Linked DNA regions of Mus musculus: regions 1, 2, 3 and 5 are each linked to region 4. A link is a contact called in public promoter capture Hi-C data. All regions are on one chromosome and are shown on one strand. Each heading gives the region's core, a stretch centred on a gene start, on an enhancer-like site or on the middle of the called end of the contact. The rest is flanking DNA. Distances are from core to core; before and after follow the strand shown. Region 1 overlaps Anks1 (ankyrin repeat and SAM domain containing 1). Region 2 holds the start of Tulp1 (tubby like protein 1). Region 3 overlaps Anks1 (ankyrin repeat and SAM domain containing 1). Region 4 holds the start of Scube3 (signal peptide, CUB domain, EGF-like 3). Region 5 holds the start of Rpl10a (ribosomal protein L10A).

Region 1 (4,488 bases), core at 1,955-4,454, 140 kb before region 4:
TCCTTGTGGAAGCTCTTCTGTCCCAAGCTCAAGAATTCTCCCAGCTCCTGAGAGCTTTGAAAGAAGACTTAGAGTCTCACGCCTGCCCCTCTGCTCCTTGCTGTTCTGTCCTGTGTGTGTGCACCCAGCCTACAGGCTAGCCCTTTGTCGTGGCCTACGGCCTACAAGCTAGCCCAGGCTAGCCCTTTGGCCTGGCTTACTAGAACTTTCAGACAAGGCAGTGAGGCATTAACTCAGTATTTTCTCAGAAGCCCTGCATGTTCTCTCAGGGAGCAGAAACCACCAGCCCAGAAGTGAGCAGCAGTGGCCTGCAGTGCTACTGGATAATTCCTTTCTCCTTTTCCATTCATGTCATCTCTGTATGCAGCTTTTATGAACTGACTGATCTGTTTTCCAAGGGTTATGTTTATGTCAGCATTGATGAGACAGAGTTTGGGCCTGTAGTGTGGGCTGGAAGGGGAGACGCTTTTGGATTGTCTTGTTAATTATACTGGTATATACTCACTAAAAAGGAAAACAACAACAACAACAACAACAACAAAAACAAACATTGCAGAAATAGAGATGGTATGCTAAGGCTTTGTCTGTCTTTGTTCTGAGCTGTGTAAACATGGCCCCTGCCTGCCATTGCTACCTTCATGAAGTAGTGGCCCTGAGATAGTCATGCTTCGCTTAACCCAGTGTGGAATCGCATGTGACAAGCCACCTTGAGACTCCGCCTTTTGTACAGCACTTGTCTTGGTTCTTAAGTGTCAGCCAGTTCTTCCTCTGGCACTGCTGAAGATCCTCTCTCTCAGCTCCATTGTCAGCTATGCTGCTGCAGGCATGCTGTTTGTATGTGAGTGCGCGCGCACACACACACACACACACCCCTCCAGGACTGCACTCACCCCACAATGCACTGTCACAGTGATGCTAACAGCATAGACTGTGTAGACAGTGGGCTGTAGAGACGGCCCAGCCACGGTTAAGACACCACACTGCTCCAGCAGAGAACCCAGGTCTGCCCCTGACACCCACATCAGTCTGCTCACAGCCATTTTATCCAGTCCAGAGACACAGGACCCTCTTCTGTCCTTTTTGGGCACCTGCAAAAAACAAATCTTTTTTTTTGTTTGTTTGTTTTTTTGTTTTTTCGTGACAGGGTTTCTCTGTATAGTCCTGGCTGTCCTGGACCTCACTTTGTAGACCAGGCTGGCCTCGAACTCAGAAATCCGCCTGCCTCTGCCTCCCGAGTGCTGGGATTAAAGGCGTTCTGATGACACCACCTGGCTGATAACAAGAATTTCTAATCCCTGTACCAGGGAGGTAGGAACACGAGGACCTTCCAGCTTTCCTAGCCCAATGCTAAAACCCTGGGCTCAGTAAGAGACCCAGTCTCACGGGACCTGAGCTGTACATACATGTACACATGCTTGCAGTGTGAAAGGCACACAAACATGTGCTTAGAAAACAAAACTGGCCGGGCAGTGGTGGCGCACACCTTTAATCCCAGAACTGGGGAGGCAGAGGCAGGTGGATTTCTGAGTTCAAGGCCAGCCTGGTCTACTACAGAGAAACCCTGTCTCGAAAAACATACACACACACACACACACACACACACACACACACACACACACAAAATAACAACCAAAACTGGGAAATGCCTTCACGTCTGAAGATGTGCACTCCTGCTTATTTAGTCTCTGGCATGCCTATGGTTTTGTGGCTGGTGTTTTGTTTTTGTCAATTTTCTTTTTCACAATTAATTTTCTTTTTTAAAATTAATGGTGTCTGCCTGAGGTAGTGCATGCGACGGTAGTCCCTGTTATTTGGAGAGCAGAGGCCAGAGGGTCTTTTAAGTCTGGGAGTTGAAGAGCATCTCAGATGTTACACTGTGATGTGGCAGACAGGTGGCCCTGAGAGGGGAGGCTGGGAGGTGAGCAGCAGGTGAGTAGAGATAAAGCGCCTGCGAAGCTCCCTCGCTGTGCCCGTGGCCGCCAGCCTCCTTGTAGCTGCTACACTGTATCTGAAGGGGGAGAGGAGCAGCCAGCCTCCTTGTAGCTGCTACACTGTATCTGAAGGGGGAGAGGAACAGCCAGCCTCCTTGTAGCTGCTACACTGTATCTGAAGGGGGAGAGGAGCAGCCAGCCTCCTTGTAGCTGCTACACTGTATCTGAAGGGGGAGAGGAGCAGCCAGCCTCCTTGTAGCTGCTACACTGTATCTGAAGCCGGAGAGGAGCAGCGGGAAGTCACGTGACGGACACAGGCCGGCCACATGTGCGAGTGGGATCAGGAACTGAGACAGCCTGACATTCAGTGACTGCAAACTCCAGGTTGGGTAGCACATAGGAAAGTAGCCAGGAGGTCTACTAGTCACACTGCTGTCCTGGGCACTCTGTGGGCCTGTGAAGTGGTGAGCGAGCATGAGGACAGCCGTGCATGGGAATGCACATAGTGCGGTTGGGGTGATGTTCCCCAGAGCCGTGCTGCACTTGAGTGAGAAGACTTTGGTCTTCTTGCCTGTCCTCTGTCTACAGTCCTCTCTCTGCTCCTGTCACCTTGGTGACCCCTCTCCAGGGCTGAGCAGGGAGTCCCCTTACTCAGCTTTCAGAAAGAGAAGGTCATGCCAGTCCTCAGGCCCTTCCGTCTCTCCCTGAAGACCCAGGCTGGCTTTTCACGGCAGGCGCTTGCACGCCTCTGTGACTCTGTGAACAGACAGCTTGGCAGTTGAGTCTCATGGAGCAGCATCTTCTCCCCAGCTTCTGACTCAGGCTTCTGACAAAACCAGGCCTCTGGCTGCCTCCCTCCTCCTGCTGCTGCAGGCTTAGGACAGCTCACTTTCCCTCTCATCAAATAAGCTTTGTGAGTAGTGGCTCTGTATTTCCTTCCACAGAATGTTTTGACAAATTATATGGATATGTACATGGGTGGTAAATACAAAAAATAGTTGAAATGTGTAAGGGGGCAGAATATGTTGAATTCACATGAAAGTGATTTTAAAAAATAAAAGCAGTTTGATGTTCAAAAGTGAGACAAATTATGTTCACACAAGAGATCAGAGATAGCTCTATAAGGAGAGTGTCTGAGCCAAGCCCTGAAATAGAGACTTCAACTTGGTAGGCCAAGGCTGGGGAGGGAGATGACCAAGGTTCCAGGCAGGGGTGTGGCACACAACAGTGGGTGGAGGGAGGGAGGGAGGAGGTGGAGAGTAGCCTGGAACAAAGAGAACTTGTCCTAGAGGTTGGCTCTCAAATGTCAGTCTTTATTCCAGAGACAGAGCGGTACTGTTGAAACTTGAGGAGTGGGGTGGCAGCCTGGGGGCCACATGCTCTGAAGGGTAGAAATTGGGAGTCTTAGCTTGGAACAAGCCAGAGGCAGGAACAGCTTGCAGCCAGGATTCTTCCCAGAGGGGCAGGAGGAAGTCAGGGGAGGAGGAAGGAGTGGGACAAGTCTGAGGGGTAAGGTGACAGGGGTGCGGCCAGGTATGGGTGAGCAGGGCTGTGTGCTGAGGTGTCCAGCCTGCGTTCTAGGAGAACACTGTGTGAATTATGCCCACAATGCCCAGAAATGTGGTCCTGATGACTAAGAGAGATGCTGAAGATCCCAGGAGCTGAATGACCTCAGCAGAGACGAGCACAGGGCTGGGTGGAAGTCTGTGTTCTCAGGACCTGTTGGTCACAGCCCAGGTGGCCGTCCGTTCACTTTCTAGCCATTGACACGGGAAGGGGAAAGCCTTGGGAAGGTAGTCCCCAAAAGCTGGGTATGCCTCTTCAGTGCAATCATGCTGAAGAGGTGGCAAATTTGAAAAAGAACAGCCTTAAAGGCTAGGCATGGGGAGCTAGGACAAGATGGTCACAAGTTCCACATCAGCCTGGACCACAGAGTGAAGCTGCCCTAAGCAACAGCCACGCCCTTTATCCTAGGTGGCTAGAAAGTCCAGGTCAGGGGAGCGCAGGAAAGTAAGCATGTGAGCCCAGTTACCACTATGTCCAGTGACACGGAGCTAGAGGACAAAGACTAGGAAAGCGTCAGGTGATTGGGAGGCCACTGGTAAATCCTGATGGGGCCGTGCTTCTCTGAGACAGATCGCAAGGAACAACAGTTCCTGGGTTCTGTCTTGGTGACAGAAGGGAGCCCTTAGGACGGCTGTGTTGCTTGCTGCCTTCTTGGGAGACTGTGTCATGTCCTCCGGAACAGAAGAGACAGTCACTCTGGTGGTGACATCAGAGCTTTCAGGAAAGAAGAAAGATGTAAGAAGTCCAGGCCAGGGCAGAGGCTTGTGTTTGAACTCCTGCTCACTCTCTTTTGGCCGGGACCTTCAGAGTCCTGTGCCTTCTCGAAGCATCAGCATCTGTGTAAAGAATCCTAAGGTGCCATGGGCACAGAGCAGAGCTTCCTGTTGGGAAGCCATGGAAGCAAGCTGGATGCAGAGCTTAGCAAGGAACCCGGGGGCGGGGGCGGGGGGGGGGCAGAAGGGTGAGATGAATCTGGAGTAATGACAGTCTT
Region 2 (4,427 bases), core at 1,165-3,664, 220 kb after region 4:
GTCTCCCCAGGCCCTGCAGACAGGAAACAATGAGTCGCCAACGCACCACACCCAGTGCCCCCTGCCCCGCCCCGCCCCGTGTCCCGTTTTTTACCTTTTTTCTTTGCCTTTCTCAGTTTGGTTCCCTCCCCTACCTCCTTCTTCTTGGTTCGGAGCGGTTTCCGAGGGGCATCCGGGCTTCCTACATCCCCTAGGAACAGGAGATTTGGGGGAGGGGGCGGGGTCAGGGAAGGAAGGATCCTTTTGGAGCTGAGGGCCACTTTCTAGCGCCCCCCCCCACCCGTATCCAGCTTTAAGTCCCCAGGGTGCCAAAGCCAGACGAGTCTATTGGTCTCGTGTTAACTTTTTGTCTAAGTCTGAAAAATGATCTGGCTAGGAACCAGCTTAAGAGGCAGGGACGGAATGAACGGGTGAACAACGCTAGGCCTTCGCTGGAGCCTCTGAATCCTCCTTCAGCAGCGTCTCCTGCAAGGACCCTCCTCAGCCCCTTAGCACAGAGCCCCGGTTCCAGCGGCCCCCACATTTCTGACCTGACCTTCCTGGGCAGGCGCCCAGGCCTGGCGCCATCAGCGTCTTTAGCCACAGATTTCTTTTTTACTTTTATCTACTTTATAAAAAGCATAACGCAATCTACGTGAAGCAAACCCGCACAAAAAAACAAAAACAAAAAAACCACCACACATAGTCCTCCTCCTGGGCGTACCTCTGTGGTTTGCAACAGCCCTGAGAACTGATCTCCTTAGAGACCACCAGTGTGTGGAGGGGGGAGGGAAGGGGGCAGACTCTTCACAAAGTCGAAGGTGATGGGCAACCTTGGGATCCCGCCCGCCCCTCCAGAGGACTCTCTGCCTGTTCATGGGCTCCTGGGTGCTCCCTGCACCTACCCCTTGGGCCCAGAGCCTTGGCTTTCTTCTCTCTCTCCTTGGGTGCTTTCTTGGGGGGCAGAGAGCTTTTCTCTTTTTTCCCCTCTTTCTTCTCCTCCTCCTCCTCATCATCATCATTGTCATCATCATCCGAATCCTCTTCCGAATTCTCCTCTGTGGAGGGAAATTCTCCGATAAAACAGGCTCCAGAGGTTTAGTCCCTGCAGGACTCCAAGCACCTTCCTACAGTGGGCTGCGGTGGGAGGCACCCTGCTCAGGCTCCCTCCCCGTCACTCTCCCTCCTGATCCGTCTGTCTACCTGTGTGTCCCAATCTGACTTCCCACCGTCCCCACTTGTTCTTGTGCAGCTGCTTCTGACTCATCTGGGGTACTTAAGGCTACTAGCTGTAGCTCAAGGTTGGACTCCTGCTGCCTCAGTTTCCCTATATTGTAGCGGGGGCGGGGAAGAGCAGGGAAACCCCCGCCCCCCGGGCTGGGTGCTCTGGGGTGATACCTGCTTCCCCAGGCCAGCTGGCACCGTCTCTTCCTCCCTCCCAGTCACTCACCGCCTCCCAGGTCTGGGGCGCGGGCAACTAGGAAGTTTTCCCGGGGGTCCCGCTTCTTGGCCTCGGGGTCCCTCAGGAACTTGGCGTAGACTGTCTGCGCAGCGCGCGGCTCTGCCGAGTCTGCGGGCGGCTCCTCGTGCTTCCTGCGCCCAGCTAGGGCCAGACCTCGGGCTCAGCAGGGTCCTGGCCTGGGGGGTCCCCGCTTCAGCCTCCCGCGCCCGCACCTTCTCGCGCGCCCCCGCCCCAGGACTCACCCCCAGCTTTACGGGGTTTGGATTCCAGGGAGTCGGGGGTCTCGGGTTTCTTTTTCCTCAACTTCTGTCCCTGGGCGGGTCGCTGCGGAATAGGGGTCATGGGGAGAGGAGGGGACTCTAGGGCTCCCATCCCCCTCTAATCCCTTGGAGCCACCAGAAATAGCCACGGATTATCCCAAGGGGTGTTGCAGCCCCTGCTCTGGGTGAATGTCCTATCCACGCATGGTGGTCACTTCCAAGACTCAAAGCCCCCCAAGTCCTTCTGGGCACCCCACATCCTAACCCCCCTTTCTTCTTCTAAACTCTTCAAGCTAAGAGCTGCAGGGTTCTGGCGAGAGGACCTCTCCCGGGCAGCCCTGTTTCCTGTGCACACCAGAATATCTTCGCACCTCTTTTCCAATCCCTAAACCGGGTGACACACCTGTTTGGGGCGCAGCGGGGGCTCGGGGCTCAAGCAGTCCTCTTCATGGCCGCTGAGGGTACAAAGGGACCAGGTTGTTCCTCTCTTGCCGTCTACTCTCCCCCTCCCTACTGCGGCCCAGAAACTAGGGTTTGGAGTTCAGGTGGGGCGATGTGGGGCTCCCACCTGTCTGAGGCCCACACTTCCCGAAGGGTCTCCTCCTGCAGTGGCATTGCGTCTGTGTGCCTGTCACGGCCACCACCCCTCTCTCTCTCTCTGGTGACTCGCCGCTCCCCAGCCTCCCTTCCTTCCTAGCTAATCTCGGCTCAGCTTCTCCCCACCTTCCGGGCCAAGAGGCCACCAGGACTCACCTCTAAGGATAAGATGTTCTAGCCCCATTGGCTGAACCATTGAAGGGAAGCTCTGGAGCCCAGCTCTCCTCACTACAGCGGCCGGGAAGAAAAGGATATTCCACCCACCTCACTTTGCTACCTAAGATGTCAGTGGTGCGGGGTGCTGGAGAGTAAAAGGCCAGAGTGGCCCTCCAGACTGTCTTTGCCTCCCCCTTTTCCCAGACAGGGTCTCACTCTGTAGCCAGGGCCTTCCTGTGTGGGCTGGCCTGGAACCCAAGACTCTCCAATCTCCTGAGTGTGAGGATTGCCACCATGTGACACCATACTCAGCCTGAGACACGCTCATTTAAAATGTTTACATTTATTTATTGCATGTGTAGGTGGGACACATGGCCTGCTTCCTGTGTAAAGAGGACCTGAGGACAACTCCTTCTAGCGTGTGGCAGCATGTGGCAGCGTGTGCCCTGCCTAAGCCATTTCCCACAGCTTGCTTGCTTTCTCTTTCTTTCTTTCTTTCTTTCTTTCTTTCTTTCTTTCTTTCTTTCTTTCTTGTTTTTTTTTTTTTTTTTTGTTTGTTTGTTTTTTTTGTTTTTTGTTTTTTTGAGACAGGGTTTCTCTGTATAGTCCTGGCTGTCCTGGAACTCACTTTGTAGACCAGGCTGACCTTGAACTCAGAAATCCGCCTGCCTCTGCCTCCCAAGTGCTGGGATTAAAGGCGTGCACGCCACCACTGCCTGGCTCCTTTTATTTTTAAAGACAAGGTTTCACTATGCAGCCCTGGCTCATCTAGAGCTTGCTATATAGACAACCAGGCTAGCCTTCAGTTAATTCCCAGGGATATGCCTGCCTCCACCTCCTTAGTGTGGGATAACAGGCTTGCCTTGCTGGCTTGACTTGAGAGATGTATCGCAAGCGGTTGGGTTAAGGGGTCCCCAAAGCTTCCAGATCAGGAAGGGAGTCAGCAAGACACAAGGGTCACCCACAGCCTGGTGTGCTGGGAGGTGTGGGTTACTTGGAGGCAGCCCTGAGTGTGTCACTGAAGAGCTGCCGCCCCATCACCCTACATATAAGATAGGTGTAATAGCCCTGTGGAACCACAGGAAATGAGGTGACAGAGGAGAAGCCGCATACAGCAGACACTCGGTACTCTCCTTGGGTGCCCTTCTTCAGGGCCCACTGCACACAACACACATCTTGACCAGGGTTTGATTTCTTTCTTTCTTTCTCTCTTTCTTTCTTTCTTTCTTTCTTTCTTTCTTTCTTTCTTTCTTTCTCTTTCTTTCTTTTTTTAAGATTTATTTATTTATCATATGTAAGTACACTGTAGCTGTCTTCAGACACACATCAGATCTCATTACAGATGGTTGTGAGCCACCATGTGGTTGCTGGGAATTGAACTCAGGACCTCTGGAAGAGCAGTCAGTTTTAATCACTGAGTCATCTCTCCAGTCCCTCAAGAAATCTTTTTTTTTTTTAAAGATTTATTTATTTATTATATGTAAGTACACTGTAGTTGTCTTCAGACACTCCAAAAGAGGGCATCAGATCTTGTTACAGATGGTTGTGAGCCACCATGTGGTTGCTGGGATTTGAACTCTGGACCTTCGGAAGAGCAGTCGGGTGCTCTTACCCACTGAGCCATCTCACCAGCCCTCAAGAAATCTTAATAAAAGTAAATCCTGGGCTGGAGAGATGGCTCAGTGGTTAAGAGCACTGACTGCTCTTCCAGTGGTCCTGAGTTCAATTCCCAGCAACCACATGGTGGCTCACAACCATCTGTAATGGATTCTGATGCCCTATTTTTTTTTTTTTTTTTGGTGTCTGAAGACAGCTACAGTGTACTCATATAAATAAAATAACCCTTTTAATAAATAAATAAATCTTTAAAAAATAAAAATCTTAAAAACCAAAACCAAATCCAAGGACTGGTAAGATGATGGCTCAGTAGGTAAGAGGAGCTTGCTGCAGAGCTTGAACACCTACGTTAGATC
Region 3 (4,438 bases), core at 432-2,931, 200 kb before region 4:
TAAAACTTTTGTTAGGCTACCCGTATCAGTTTTTCTGCTCCTGCCAAGGTGTGAGCCACGACACGTGGCATAAGGGGCTTTTTTCTTTGCTTTTCTTCAGTAGACTTCTTGTTAATGCAGACTGCACATGTAGCCTGTGGCCCTGTTTCTGGCCTGGCCTCTCCTCTACAGCTAAAGCTAAGAGGGTCTCGGCCCAGCTGGCCCTGGCTGCCCTGTATAGAAAATATGGAGCCCAGGGGCTGTTGAGCAACTTGTGGAGCTGTAGGACTGTGGGCCTGGAGAGAGGAGGCTTTTTCTTTGCTCATAGTTATTAGGCTTCCTACAGAGCCTGACTCTCCCCCTCCATTCCTATCTCAGGCGCTCTCCAGAAAAGCCCTTCTGGTCTCTTTTCCTACCATAAATCCCTAAGGTCATGTCAGTTCCCTGTTTCTAGAGACTGAGTGTGGCCATCAGGAAATCAGTGTTGAGGCAGCTGGTGTGTAGCTTCTGACTGAAAGTCAAAGGCTGTTGAGTCCTGAGCAGGCAAGGCCACGCATGGTTCCTTAACATGGGAGAGTGTGGTTCTTAAGCCAGCTCCCTGTTAGCAGAGTGTTACAGCCCTCTTCCTCAGTCCCCTCCCTTTCCAGCGAGTCATCTGCAGGGATGTGAGGAGCAAGGGATCTCATTTGGCAGGGTTTCTAGCAGAGCCTGCCATTGTTAGTGCTCATTAAACTTTAGGTTTACAGTTGTGCTGTGCATGGGAGAAGACACTGGGCCAATATGGCTGCCACCCGCACCCCACCCCACCCCATCCCAGTGCACCTTAGCACTTGGTGGAGAGACTTAGGAGGAGGAACACAGCATGCAGCCTCTGTGGGTCCTTTTACGGAGGCCATCCCAGAAAACATGGTCTCCCGAGAGGGCTGCTGTTCGCTGCTGTCTACAGCCCAGTTAAAAGTGCTCTGCTGCTTCCTCAGTGGTGAAGAACAAGGTAATGAACATGTGCCTGGTTGACGGATCACCACAAAGCTAGCCTTCTAAGTGTGGAGTTGATCAGTTGCTCCCGTGCATTGAAGTTTCTATACTGTTTTTAAGTTGGTTCCCAGTGGTAAGACTCTTGCCTAGCTTCTGCAAGGCTGTGGTTCCATCCTCAACACCACAGTAAAGAAAGAGGAGAAAGTTAAATAAATCTAAGAGTTGGTTGTAGTTGGTAAACCGTACGGCGCCCGGTCCTTTGTGGAAGTCCTGGGAGTTAGTCTCCGGTGAAGGTCCCCTGAGGATTATTATTTCCAACAGGAAATCAAACCCTGACTCAGGGCTCCTTCATTGGGACCGTGGCCTGCCTTCCTGCATTGCTGGGCTTCTGCAGTCTGGCTCACAGCTCTCACTGAGCTCACCATTCCCGTGCATGGGATGCTACAGGGTCACCTCATCTAACAGGTGCCTTCTCTGGACCCAACAGGAGACCTGTACACACGCCTCTCTGCCCATGGCATTTTCTGTGCCACCTCGCAACTTCAAGCCGTGCCAGTTCAAATCCTAGCTTGGCAGCTATAGGGCACTTAGTCCTTGGGGTGGCCCCGAAGCTTGATTCATTTTCAGAGTGGCAAGCTCACACTTCCCCAGCATGGTGCTGAGTTAGATGCCACAGCACACCGCAGCTTCTTGTTAATGGTTGCTGAAAGGCACCCTCTGTGTTAGTGCTTACTGAAGGTCTTCCCGTCCTGCGTGGGAGGGAGGCCTTTCCCTGTTACCCAGAGCCTGGCTTATGTCTCTCATCATGGCATTTATTACGTTTCACTGTTACTTCCTGTTTGCTGTTCCTGTCCAGTTTCGCCAGCTTGTTGAAGTCTGTAGCGTCTGTGTCTTGGCTGCAGTCCTCTCCTTGTGTCTGCTAGACTTTCCTTTGCCATGTGCTAAATAGAATGCTTTGGAGTAGCTGTTGAAGAGTAGGTCTGCTCGCCCACTCAGAACTAAGAGGTTGAAATTGTTTTCCTGATGCCTGCGCCCCCCCCCCCCCCAAATCAGGAGTTTTTTGAAGATACACAGAACATTTGAAATGATGCTCAGTAAGCCTGCTGTGCCAGGCTCTAGCCAGTCTGTGGGTTTGTTCCTATGAATTCTTCAGAGTTAAGTGCTAATATGCCTCCCTGGGAGTGATGTACATGAAGCAGGAAGCACTACAGAGGTTAGAGACAGGATAACCAGGAGTTCAAAACCAGCCTTGTTTACATGATCCATATCCTTCCACCCCAAAGAGTTTCATAGGCCTGGTGGTGCATGCTGAGGTTCTAGTGTAGGAGGCTGGGGAGCTCTGACCTGATGCCTGCTTTATGGCGCGCTCTGCCCTGCTGAGGACTTGGCGCTAACGGGTTCCCTCTTCCTACAGCTGCTGTTCCAGCCTTTTCTATAGATGTGCAGTGGCTAGGGCCTGTTCCCTGCGGTTGCAGTGTGTCAGGAACACAGACAAGATATGGACAGTCAGCAAGCATGATGGGAACTGTGCCAGCAGTATGTGTGTGTGAGAGGGTGTGTTTGTGTGTGTGTATGTGTGTGTGTGTGTGTGAGAGAGAGAGAGAGAGAGAGAGAGAGAGAGAGAGAAGAAAAAACATCTATTTTAGTGGCTTCTTTTCCCAAAGTTAAAAATAGTTAATCTCACCCTGTGTGTCTCCTCCCCCACCCCCCCAATCAGAGTAGCACAGAGGACACACAAGGGCTAGTTTGTTTCAGACTTTCTGTCAGAATACACTGTTGGGTAAAACATGTTTTCTTCTGAATGTTTTTCCAATAAGAAAACACAAGCAATTAGGAGCCAAGGTTTACTGTGAGTCTCTGGCTTTAATAGTAGCGGGCTATGCTAGTTAGTCACAATGGCAAAAAGTCTGCTTGTTATCCACAAATCACTAGGGTTCCAGCCTGTTAACATCACTACATTTCAATTTTCTATTTGTATTGCAGTTTTTCTTTTTCTTCTCTTTCCCAAATAGTGCCGGGTGATGCTCAACTCTCCATCCTTCTGACTACACACACACACACCCTCACACCTTCCCCAAGTAATGGGGTTACAGGCTGAAGCAGCACACAGACCTTCTGGTTGTATATTTTTATTTTATTTGATTCTTTTGTAACAGGGTTTATCTTTGTAGCCCTGGCAGTTTTACAACTTGCTTTGTAGACCAGGCTGGCCTTAAGAGTTCCTACTGCTTCTGTCTTCTTATGCTGGGGTTAAAGGCGATTGCCGACACACCCAACTTGTTTGCATATTAGAACAACAACAACAACAACTTAAGGCAGGACTGACCTCTGTTCTAACATCTGCCTGTGAAGAGATGTGTTTTCAGAAAAAAGAGACACAGCAGCATCTTCAGAGGCTTGGAGAACACAGCCTTCCCCACTGCCTTGAGTTTGCACAAAGGACCTTCTCAGTTGTTTTGTGACCCTCCTCCAATTTGTCTGTAGCTGCTTTTATACCTTGAAACTAGTACTTGGCACGTAAGAGCTCAGAGCCCTGGAGCCTGGGCAGTGTGGACATAAAATGTGTCCTCTCCGTGTCTATGAGGTGTGTCCACTCCTCACTTGTAGACACTGTCAGCAGTCTAGTGTCATTTAAAGGGTGCTCTGGCTTTTCCCAGCTGTGTTGCTGTGGAACTTGGCCCTTCTCTCCAGCTCCCAGGAGAAGGAAAGCTGCTCTGAAGGCTGCTAGGCACCAGAACCAGTGTCTGACTAGGGGCTTGGCCTGGCTTTCCGCTGTCTAAGCACTCCTAATGCTCAGCTTGGGGCGTGGCCGGGTGGGTCCCACTGCCATTTACGATCTTGGTGCAACACAAAGCCTGTTGTAAATACAAGTGTCAAGGGTTTTGGCTTGTTTTGGTTGTCCCTGCTTTGTGACCTTGGGCCAGTTAGCCTGGGACTCTGTCTCCTTGGAGATAATTGTATGTGTTTCTTATTAGGATCTAGTAATCAAAGATCCCTTGGAATGGTGAGTGGCACACAGTAGCTAATTAGCACTGCTGTCCCTAGCACAGAAGTGTGTGCACTCAGAGCATCTGGGTGCCAGAGGACGCAGAGAAGGAGGGAGGGGTGTTTGGACAGAAAAGGCATCCTTATTAGGGCTGGCAGAGAGGACATCTGGAGATGGTGCCCAAGCAAGGGGGCACCGTGCATAAGGGTACCGGTGGGAGAAGGGGTTTGATATATCTAAGAAGCCACCAGGAAACTGACAGGGTAGTGGAAAGTTAGACTGGGTGTGTGGTTTGGAGGCTAGGACATTAATTCACTCATAAATAGGCAGTAAAGGTTAGCCTTTGCAAGCCTGCTCTGTTCATGCAGGCTTGTATCTCAGGTACTTATAGGGCTGAGCAAGAGAATCAGTTCACAGCTGGCTTGAGTAACTTAAGAAAGACTACGTCTCAGTTTTAAAGTGAGACCTGGGGTGGCAGAGTGCTCACTTCCCATGAGT
Region 4 (4,578 bases), core at 1,205-3,704:
AAAATAAAAACACAGCTGAGTAGTGAGTGGGAAGGGCCGGGGAAAACTGGATGCTCCGTCGTAGGCTGTTCACACACAGCTCAGTGCTCCTTCCTAGTGCTCTAAGTGTGAGTTTGCAGAAAACTGTGCTAATCGACAGAGCAGAGGGCAATGTGGCCTCACCCCCAACTCACAGTGCCCAGGCTAGACCCCCTGCTACTACCTGAGTAGAATATTCTAGAGGGCTGAGGAGTGCGGTGGGGGTGGGCATAGAGCAGATGCTTGGGAGAAGCCCCCTGGGTTGTAGAGAGCAGAGGGGATGGTCAGAGGGCAACTAGGAAGTGGGAAGAGAAGGGGACTGTAGTCAAACAGGGCTTCCAGAGGACAGGGTAGCTTGGAAGGGCTTGGCTACTCACCGCCACTCCCACCCAAAACTCCAGGAGGACAGCGATGTTCAGGGGGTCCAGGAACTCTTCTCAAGCTCCTGGAGAGTCCTCCATGCCCACCTTAGCTGTGGGGTGGGAGGAGTGGGCTGGCAGCAAACCCCGCCTGCCTCAGGATGGAGAAGGGTGCACACTCAGGATTCCAAGAAGGCAGAGATGAAGGCAAGCAGGGCGGGAGACAATCTTCCCTCCCCACCTTGGGGCTTCTCTGCTCTCTCCAGTTCTCCCCAGGCACTGTCTGGCTACCCTCAATTCATCCCCCCCCACCCTTGTTTGGGGCAAAGAGAATGACAAGTTTGAACTTGTTCTCCAGCTTCCACATAATTGGTGGCAGCAGGCAAGGCTGCTCCAGAGGGAGGGGTTTACCAGAGGAATGGGGGAGGAAGGAATCTCAGGAGTGACAGGGCTGGGAGGGACCGTGTAGGGGGGTCATCTGACCAACCTTTCTGTGGCCTCCACTCCATTCCCATGACCTGTGTGTTCACCTCGCCCGCGCCATCTCTCGCATTGTACAAGGGGCCTCGAGGGTTCCTCTTCCTGGCTTTCCAGGGGCAGCGTCCCCTCAGCATCCTCTGGCCCAATAAACCCATCCTCCTTTTCTAGCTGGGGAAACTGAGGTCAATCGAGATGGGACCGGAAGCCAAGAGGCTTCTCAGGAGCTGGAACTGGGAAGTCAAAGCCTCTTTCTCTGTTCGTTCTCTTACCCTTTCATTTAATCCCTGCTAAAGGGAGGGCTCAACTCTTCTCCAGGGTAGGCAGGCGTCTGCTTACAGAGCCCACCCCCACCCCAGCTGAAGCCCGCTGCCAATGCCAAGGGTTTGAGGACTGAGTCATCTTTAGGGAGACCTTGGTCATTGCCCAGTTTTCCTGGGTACCCTGGGATTTTTTTTTTTTTTCCTGCACAAAATTGGCTCTGAAGCAGGCAGGACTCTGAGGCCTGGTACAATTGGCTCAGAGCGACTAAAGGGATAGGGGGAAAGGGGACAGTGTCCAGGACCCAGGGGAACTTGCTCCATCGGCAGAGTGTCTCTACTTTAAACCTAATCTCTGCTGCCAGTGAGGTTAGCACTGGAAGCCGGTTTGGAGAGATTGTACAGAGCCTTTGTGTGTGCCAAAGATGATCGTGGGGTAGCTTCTACCGGTGTGCTGAGCACTAGACAGTGCATATGGGAGCCACGCCGAGAAGGGCGTCTCAGCGGGCTACCTTCAACGCCCACAGAGCCTGCCCTTGGAGCCGGGCAGTTTTAGCCAGGACTCATCTGAGTATGAGGATTGTGTCCAGAGGGTGGGAGTGACTTTAGGGCTAAAGGTTCGGAGGACGTTCCTTGGACCGGAGTCCCAGCCCATCTCTGTTCCGAGGTGCAGCCCTTCCAAGCTTTCTCGACACCTCGCGCCCTCTTTGTCTCCCCGCCGAGGTGCGCGTGCAGACCTTCGCCGTTCGGCCCTCCTGACGTGCGAGCGCGGGGGGCGCACCCTCGGCTCCCCCGCTAGCTCCCCACAGGGAACGAGCGGACGAGCCGGAGCCCCGGTGCTGTTTGGTCTGGAGCGGAGCGGGGGCTTGCATTGATCCATTGATTGTGCGCGGTCTGCGCCTGACCTCCCTGCTCCCGGGGAAGCCGTCTCCATGGAGACCGGGCCCGCTCCCCCAGCGCCGGATTGTAAATTCCTGCAGGCAGCGGCCCGGCAGCCTGGGGAGGGGGCCGCGCGCCCGGGCGCGCAGGGGGAGCGGCCGCCACGCCGAGGCCCCCTTTGAAAGAAAAAAAAAAAAGGGCACGAAAAAGGAGGTGGAGGAGGAGGAGGACGGAGAGGAGAAGCAGGAGGGGCAGTGGGAAGGGGAGGAGGAAGAAAACGAAAAGGAGCAAGGAGAGGAGGAGAAAGAGGAGGAGGAGGAGGAGAAAGGCGAAGAAAAACAGACGGAGCCCGGGAGACGAGAAAGCAAGGGAGGAAGAAAGAGGCAGAAAGGGCGTGTTTAGGCGCTACGTCTCCCCTCCCCTTTCTCAGGTCCCAGCTCCGGCTCTGCGCGCTCGCTCTCAGGCTACAGCTCCCCGCGGGCGAAGCTGGGCGTCGGGTGCGATAGCCCGGGCCGCCCCTCGGGCCGCCGCCCCGCGCCTGCCCGCGTTCCCCACCGCGCGCTCCCCACGCCCAGCCCGGAGCCTCCGCGGGGCGCCTTCCAGTCCCCTCCCCCTCCTCCTCGCGCCCTCCCCGGGGCTGCGACACCCCCGCGGCCCCGCCGCGCGGAGCTCCAGGCCATGGGCTCGGGGCGCGTCCCCGGGCTCTGCCTGCTCCTCCTGCTGGTCCACGCGCGCGCCGCCCAGCATGGCAAAGCTGCGCAAGGTAAGGGAGGCGCGGTGCGGGATTGTGGGGCGGCGGGGCGGCGGGACAGAGGGGCGGCGGGACGGCGGGGCCCGAGCCACCAGGGCAGGTGTCTAGAAGTGCGTGGCTGTCAGGACCCGGCCCTGTGCCCCCCGACTCTTCGGCCAGTGGGGCACAGGGACGCTAGACCTCGGGGCGCTGCGCGACAGGCAATAGCGCCTGGGGAGGGGGGCGGCCAGCAGAAAGGAGCATGCATGCACTTCTGCCGGCTTCCCTGCCACCATCTAGCATCTTCCTCCGAGGTCAGAGAGAATCTTCTCTCAAACATTGCCAGGGACTCCACTTTGGAGCTTGAGACTGAGGGAAGGAAGTTTTCAACTCTGCTATACGCTTCGTAACCTCCTCCCCTGCCCGCATGAGGCAGAGTCAGGCCGAAATTTCGAAGTTACCGTCTTATCAAGTCGAAGGATGTTAAAGAAAAACACCTCTTTCGCGGTGAAACCGACTGCCTGTCACAGAATAGTAGGAGCAGTAGGAGAAAATGTCTGTGACTGCCTTCTGGCACGAACGTTGCGTTTCTGCCTTTGGGGGGGGGGAATCCCTTTCGTCTCGCATGGCTTTCATTTCTTATCATAATATTTATTTATTAAGGCCTGGGGTTTCCAATTCCATTTAAATCCAGGTTAGAATTGCATTAAAATAACAAAGTAAAATTCCAGGCTGGGAGCTCTGACAGATCCCTCTAGGAATTAGAGGGAGACTGGGAGGCCCTCCTGCCCCGGTCCCTGACCCCGCGCTCCTGGGCCAGCCAGTCCCAAGGCTGCGCTGGCAGAAACCAGGCTGGTGTCCCACAGTTCTCTGGGGACAGCCTCCCCTCCCCCCATTGACCTGCTGTACCCCTCCCCCCACGCTGTCCTCACCCAAAAGAGATTTATATGGACAAAAAGAAAATTCCTCTTAGCAAGATTTTGCCTGGGGAGGTAGATTCTGTCTATTGTCCTGGGGGTTCCTGAAGCCAGCCAGGGATGAAGAGGTGTCTGAGTCAGGAGGAAAGTTGAACTTGGGAGTTGAGGAAGTCGTCGAGTTGTCTGGCAGTCAGTCAGTCGGGTCAGTGTGTCGGGGGCGGGGGGGGGGGGGGGGCGGGCGGGGTGTGTGTGCTGAATCTTAAACTGGGCTATGCCAGCAGCTTTTCACTGTTGGTAGAAGGTGCTAAGCTAACACCTCCCTCCTCGTCCAAAACACTGCCTCTTCCCTTGCCCCCTCAGACCTGTCCATTAACATAACCAAACACGAGAGCCCCTCAGCTGTCAAGTACCAGACCCCACCCTCACTTCCTTCCAGCTTCAAACTGCCGCTTCTGCAGCCTTCGTACCAGACAGCCCGCTGCTGCCGCCGCCTGGAACAGCCCCTCTCCCCACAGAGGATTTGCTTGTGTGTTTTCGTAAACAAAGCTGGCTTTTGTAGTGCATGCTGACTTACTCATAACATGGAATTAGCTAGGGAGTTTAGTCTGAGGAAGGAACAGATTTCGTGCAGTAATCTAGAGACAAGATAAGGGCCTCTTTCAAGTTGGAGCCAGTGTCTGCAGGGGCTGGAGGTGGGGGGGGGAGCAGGAGGAGAAACCGCCTATTAAAGGGGCTCCAGGTGCAGCTGGAGACCCCTGAATGGCACAGGTGTTGGGGAACCAAAACTCTCAAGCCTAGAGACAAGCCCATCTGCCGGGGATAGGAGGAGCTGGGTACTCAAGGGCACCTTCTTTTATTGGACACCCCATTAGGTACTGGGGGACACTCAGCTGCAGTAGAGGCGGTACCCTCAGGGTCTCTGCTGACCTCAGTCGTGG
Region 5 (4,157 bases), core at 433-2,932, 190 kb after region 4:
GGAAGGCAGGGACTGGCACCTGAGGTTGACCTCTGACCCGTGTGTGTGTGTGTGTGTGTGTGTGTGTGTGTGTGTGTGTGTGTGTTGGCATGTTTGCAACCCAGAGTGCTCAAGCATGCACAGCACAAATGTGTACAAACATATGCATGTCAGATACAAAGAACTTCCAAACAAGCACTTGTATTCTTAGGCTACTTTCCCAGAACCCCCTTTACTCCCTCACCTGCCCCCACCCCTCCCATCACAGCAGGTCTGTCAGAGCTGCCTGATGAGTGTCAAGGACTACACTGAGGGCAAGGGTGGGCTTGGGACCCATAACTTTTGTTTTCATGCTGAGCCGGAGTCTTAGGCCTGCTAGAACTCTGAACTCTGTCTTCAGCTGCAGCAAAGGTTTGGACTGGGATCTGAGGGATGTCTAACCCACCATGGGCTGAAAAGACACAGGGTGCCTGCTGCAGACCTGTGTGACATCTGTATTTCCACAGCACCTCACTCAAAAAATATTTAGCACACAGCTGGGCACGGTGGCACACACCTTTAATCCTGGAACTCAGGAGATCGAGGCAGGCAGATCTCTAATTTCAAGGCCAGCCTGGTTTACAGAGCGAATTCCAAGAGAGTCGGGGCTATGCCAAGAAACAAAAATTTGCCAAACTGATGTGACTGAATTAGCCTGAGAAAGTTCATGACAGCATCCTCCTACCTTAGCCCTGCAGTGGGTGGGGAACTGAGGTTTCTGGGTGCTTCTGAGTCCCTGTTCCAGGGAGGCAAGGAGGTCAGTCCAGTGAGAAGGTCTGGCTTTTGAGAACAAGCTGAATCTGACTACAGAAGCAAGGGGAACAATGTCTAAGAGACAGACGTCAGCCGCTCACCATGTTGATGGCCTTTAGAGTGTGGATGGCACTTGCAGCTTCAACCTGCCTGCTCTGCTCTGACCCTGTGGGAACCTGCTTCATCCTGCCTGCTGTTTGCTGTGTGTGTGCTCAGGCGAGATGAGCTATTCGTAGGTCTGCTCCCTGGAAATGGTGGGTGCTGGCTACATCTGTGATTTGTTCCCAGAGAGGGTGACATGCCTCCAAATGAGTCACTCCAGATCTGGAGGCTCCCTGCAAACGCTCCTTGACCCGGCGCCTCTCTATTAACTGCGAAGACCGGGGTCAAGTAACAAGAACGACTTTGTTTGAAATGCCAACTAATTGAGACAGGACAGGGGCATTTGTCCAAAGTCCACCTTGCCCGGAGGCTGAATCAGGGGCGGTTTATACAGATGGCCAGGATAGACTGGTGGGCGCCTCCTCCCAGGTGGAGGCTTAGGCTTAAGCCAGGCACATCTGATCCTAATCTAGTCACAAGGCGCTTTCCCGTTCTGCAGATCTCAGCAAGGGTCATTTCCTCAAGCTATTCCTGTCATCCATGCCTCTGCCCACATGCGGTGGCCGGACCATTGCACAATGCACGGCTAGAGGGGGCGGCTGCCCAGTGGCTCTGCGGGGCTCATCACCAAATTAGGCGATGACGGAGACCGGTTCTGCCGGGGACTGGAAGTCATGGGGCAGGCAGAAGATAGAAAGCAGGGAGAAATCCAATCCCAGGGCCCGGCTTCAGCCCTTGTCCCAATGCAGGACTGCCTGCTGCTCCTAGAGCGGTTCTCACGGTGCAGCCGCGTGGTGGCGCCCCCCCAGCGGCCGCAAACTGCAGCGCCTCTCCGGCTTGGCTGAGCGCGGAACGTGCCCGTAACGGGCAACTCTCGCGAGAACGCGGGCTCTATTTGAGCGCATGCGCAAAGCGCTCTGCCTTCTTTCCGGTTTCCGCGGCAGCCGCAGCCATGAGGTAAGTTGTTATCGTGGCGCTATCCGCCGCCATCCGTGCACCCACACGCCCGCGGACGCCCCGCGGCCCGTCTCGGAGGCTCTCCCGGCGACTGCCCCGCGTCGCGAGCCTTTCCCCAGCGTGCCGTGGGCCTGTCATCGGGCCCGGGGTGCAGCATGGCCGGCCCCGAACGCCTTCGCTTCTCCCCAACAGCAGCAAAGTCTCACGCGACACCCTGTACGAGGCGGTGCGGGAAGTCCTGCACGGGAACCAGCGCAAGCGCCGCAAGTGAGCGCGGGCCTCCCTCCCGGGGCAGGGCGAGCATCCCCGGCCATGGCGACCCTGGCTCACAGCTCCCCTCTCGCTCAGGTTTCTGGAGACGGTGGAGCTGCAGATCAGCCTGAAGAACTACGACCCTCAGAAGGACAAACGTTTCTCGGGCACCGTCAGGTTGGCACCGCTCTAACCCCACCCAGCCCTCAGTGTTCCCGTGTGGCCTGGCCGCGCCCTAGGCGGGCACGGGGACACTGACGTGCCAGGGTAGTTCAGGAGCCCTGCTGCAGGCAGGCAGGCTGGACGGACCCCCACCCTGGGTCTTAAAACAAGAGGGGAGGCGTGGGGAGGCCTCGGCCGAGCCCGCCGCCTAGCCTGAGAAGCCAGGCTAGTGTTGCCCAGAGCTCCGGGTAAGGCTTGCCGCTCCCTGCCATGCGTTCAGATCTAGCGGGATGGCCAGCGCCGACCATGACCTGTTCTGTTTTCTCCCCTCCCAAACGCAGGCTCAAGTCCACCCCACGCCCCAAGTTCTCGGTGTGCGTTCTGGGGGACCAGCAGCACTGTGATGAAGCCAAGGCCGTGGATATCCCCCACATGGACATCGAGGCGCTCAAGAAGCTTAACAAAAACAAGAAGTTGGTCAAGAAGCTGGGTAGGTGGGGCTCACTAGGGCTGAACACAACCCATGACCCCCTGCCCAGGAGTGGCAGCACACATTGGGCTTCACAACCAGTTAGAAAATGCCCCACAGGCTGGTCTGATACTCCCCTCTCGCCAGTGTGTGCAGTTGACTCATAGCCAGCTATTGGTTTGGGTTTCAAGTCTTTTCAGTTAACAACCTATCGAGGGAGGGGTCACAAGTGTCTCCCACGTGTTAGCCTCCATGGTAGCCCCTGTCTCCGCATACATTTTGGGAATAGTTATCCACTGTGAGCTAGGCAGTTGTCATGCCTGCTTTTATAGATAGAAGGTTTCTCCATCTGTCTTAAGATTTGGAGTAATACTGAGTCTTACTGATGTTGCCAGCCTGGGGTCTAAGGTTATCCTCTAGAAGTGCTCAGGACTGTGCCCTGTCACTGAGCTGTGTTCTCAGGTGACATTATGGTTCCCAGGCCTGCTTGAGGCTTCTCAGATAGCTGGCCTTGGTCCACCTTTGACAGATAATGAGACAGCTTTTTTCTTAAGATTTTATTTTATGTATATGAGCAGGCTGATGAGAGCCTCAGATCCCATTACAGGTGGCTGTGAGCCACCATGTGGCTGCTGGAAATTGAACTCAGGACCTCTGGAAGGCAGCACTCTTAACTGCTGAGCCATCTCTCCAGTCCATAGTTTGAGGCAATTTAAATGCAGGCTTACAGTGAATCCAAGGGGTGGGGGCCATCACAGCCCCTCAGTTCTATGCAGCACACCAGGGATTGTGGGACATCCTGGTCTAAGACCTCTGTGAGGACTTGAGGGTGGAGCTACTCAGCAGTCATGGGTCTGAGGAGGCAACTTGGCCTTCTCGTTGTAAAGGATGGGTTGGTTGTTTAAAATGTTTTGTTTTGTTTTTTTTTTTTTTTGGTGGTTTTTGTTTGTTTGGTTGGTTTTTTTGGTTTTTTTGGTTTTTTTTTTTTTTTTTGGCTCAATCCTGAGTGTCTGTGTCTTCTAGCTAAGAAGTACGATGCCTTTTTGGCCTCTGAGTCTCTGATTAAGCAGATCCCACGTATCCTGGGCCCAGGCCTAAACAAGGCTGGCAAGTTCCCCTCCCTGCTGACACACAATGAAAACATGGTGGCCAAAGTGGATGAGGTGAAATCGACAATCAAGTTCCAGATGAAGAAGGTCAGTCTGGGCGGTGTGTGGTGGGGAAACCAGAAAGAGCTAGGTCTGGGTGCCTTAGCCCTGGGTTAAGCCTTTTCACTGGGGGAAAGGGTACATGCTAGCTTAGCCTGGTGACCTTTTCTGTCCATGCAGGTGCTGTGTTTGGCCGTCGCTGTTGGCCACGTGAAGATGACCGATGATGAGCTAGTCTACAACATTCATCTGGCTGTCAATTTCTTGGTGTCCTTGCTTAAGAAAAACTGGCAAAA

The links. Promoter capture Hi-C pulls out the DNA fragments that hold promoters and counts their contacts. Capture Hi-C pulls out chosen DNA fragments and counts their contacts.
Region 1: a promoter capture Hi-C map of hippocampal neurons shows a contact between it and region 4, with 2.0 times the contacts expected there. The contact joins the enhancer-like site here to the promoter of Scube3 in region 4. A contact is called at or near these places in 17 of 39 promoter capture datasets (the 3T3-L1 cell line, the C10 cell line, the HPC-7 cell line and 12 more), 36 of 484 Hi-C or Micro-C datasets (the AML12 cell line, the AtT-20 cell line, B cells and 27 more), 5 of 115 datasets of contacts at active chromatin or transcription factors (the HPC-7 cell line, embryonic stem cells, oligodendrocyte precursor cells and 1 more) and 3 of 9 other capture datasets (adipose tissue, liver and pancreatic islet).
Region 2: a promoter capture Hi-C map of embryonic stem cells shows a contact between it and region 4. The contact joins the promoter of Tulp1 here to the promoter of Scube3 in region 4. A contact is called at or near these places in 5 of 39 promoter capture datasets (cranial neural crest, embryonic stem cells, liver and 2 more), 2 of 484 Hi-C or Micro-C datasets (both in embryonic stem cells), 2 of 115 datasets of contacts at active chromatin or transcription factors (embryonic stem cells and pancreatic cancer cells) and 3 of 9 other capture datasets (adipose tissue, liver and pancreatic islet).
Region 3: a contact with region 4 is called in a promoter capture Hi-C map of hematopoietic stem and progenitor cells, with 2.4 times the contacts expected there. The contact joins the enhancer-like site here to the promoter of Scube3 in region 4. A contact is called at or near these places in 4 of 39 promoter capture datasets (cranial neural crest, hematopoietic stem and progenitor cells, hippocampal neurons and 1 more), 1 of 15 datasets of contacts at CTCF or cohesin (large pre-B cells), 4 of 484 Hi-C or Micro-C datasets (the G1E-ER4 cell line, beige adipocytes, cranial neural crest and 1 more) and 1 of 9 other capture datasets (adipose tissue).
Region 5: a promoter capture Hi-C map of adipose tissue shows a contact between it and region 4. The contact joins the promoter of Rpl10a here to the promoter of Scube3 in region 4. A contact is called at or near these places in 1 of 39 promoter capture datasets (neutrophils), 2 of 115 datasets of contacts at active chromatin or transcription factors (embryonic hindbrain and embryonic stem cells) and 3 of 9 other capture datasets (adipose tissue, liver and pancreatic islet).

The regions. Positions count from the first base shown.
Region 1 is chr17:27,997,842-28,002,329 of GRCm38.p6, forward strand. The region is part of intron 11 of Anks1 (ankyrin repeat and SAM domain containing 1); the gene reads left to right. It overlaps Gm35290 (a long non-coding RNA gene), which reads right to left. Exons shown (of 2, transcript XR_003952249.1): 2 at 3,224-4,488. Among named protein-coding and RNA genes, the nearest start is that of Gm35290, 7.2 kb to the right of the region's middle. Within about 2 kb of position 3,205, at least 73 of the 459 cell types and tissues checked have an H3K27ac peak or open chromatin away from gene starts, as enhancers often do. A contact at or near this core is called in the C3H10T1/2 cell line, cerebral cortex, cortical neurons and 3 more, where this site is marked.
Region 2 is chr17:28,362,802-28,367,228 of GRCm38.p6, forward strand. It overlaps Tulp1 (tubby like protein 1), which reads right to left and starts at 2,415. Exons shown (of 15, transcript NM_021478.2): 1 at 2,270-2,415; 2 at 2,105-2,156; 3 at 1,684-1,765; 4 at 1,430-1,582; 5 at 885-1,037; 6 at 95-190; 7 at 1-13. The coding sequence starts at 2,316.
Region 3 is chr17:27,936,795-27,941,232 of GRCm38.p6, forward strand. The region is part of intron 1 of Anks1 (ankyrin repeat and SAM domain containing 1); the gene reads left to right. Among named protein-coding and RNA genes, the nearest start is that of Anks1, 30 kb to the left of the region's middle. Within about 2 kb of position 1,682, at least 64 of the 459 cell types and tissues checked have an H3K27ac peak or open chromatin away from gene starts, as enhancers often do. A contact at or near this core is called in adipose tissue and hematopoietic stem and progenitor cells, where this site is marked.
Region 4 is chr17:28,139,855-28,144,432 of GRCm38.p6, forward strand. Scube3 (signal peptide, CUB domain, EGF-like 3) reads left to right here and starts at 2,455. Exons shown (of 22, transcript NM_001004366.2): 1 at 2,455-2,756. The coding sequence starts at 2,672.
Region 5 is chr17:28,326,789-28,330,945 of GRCm38.p6, forward strand. Rpl10a (ribosomal protein L10A) reads left to right here and starts at 1,683. Exons shown (of 6, transcript NM_011287.2): 1 at 1,683-1,830; 2 at 2,023-2,097; 3 at 2,179-2,259; 4 at 2,586-2,734; 5 at 3,737-3,909; 6 at 4,042-4,157. The coding sequence starts at 1,826.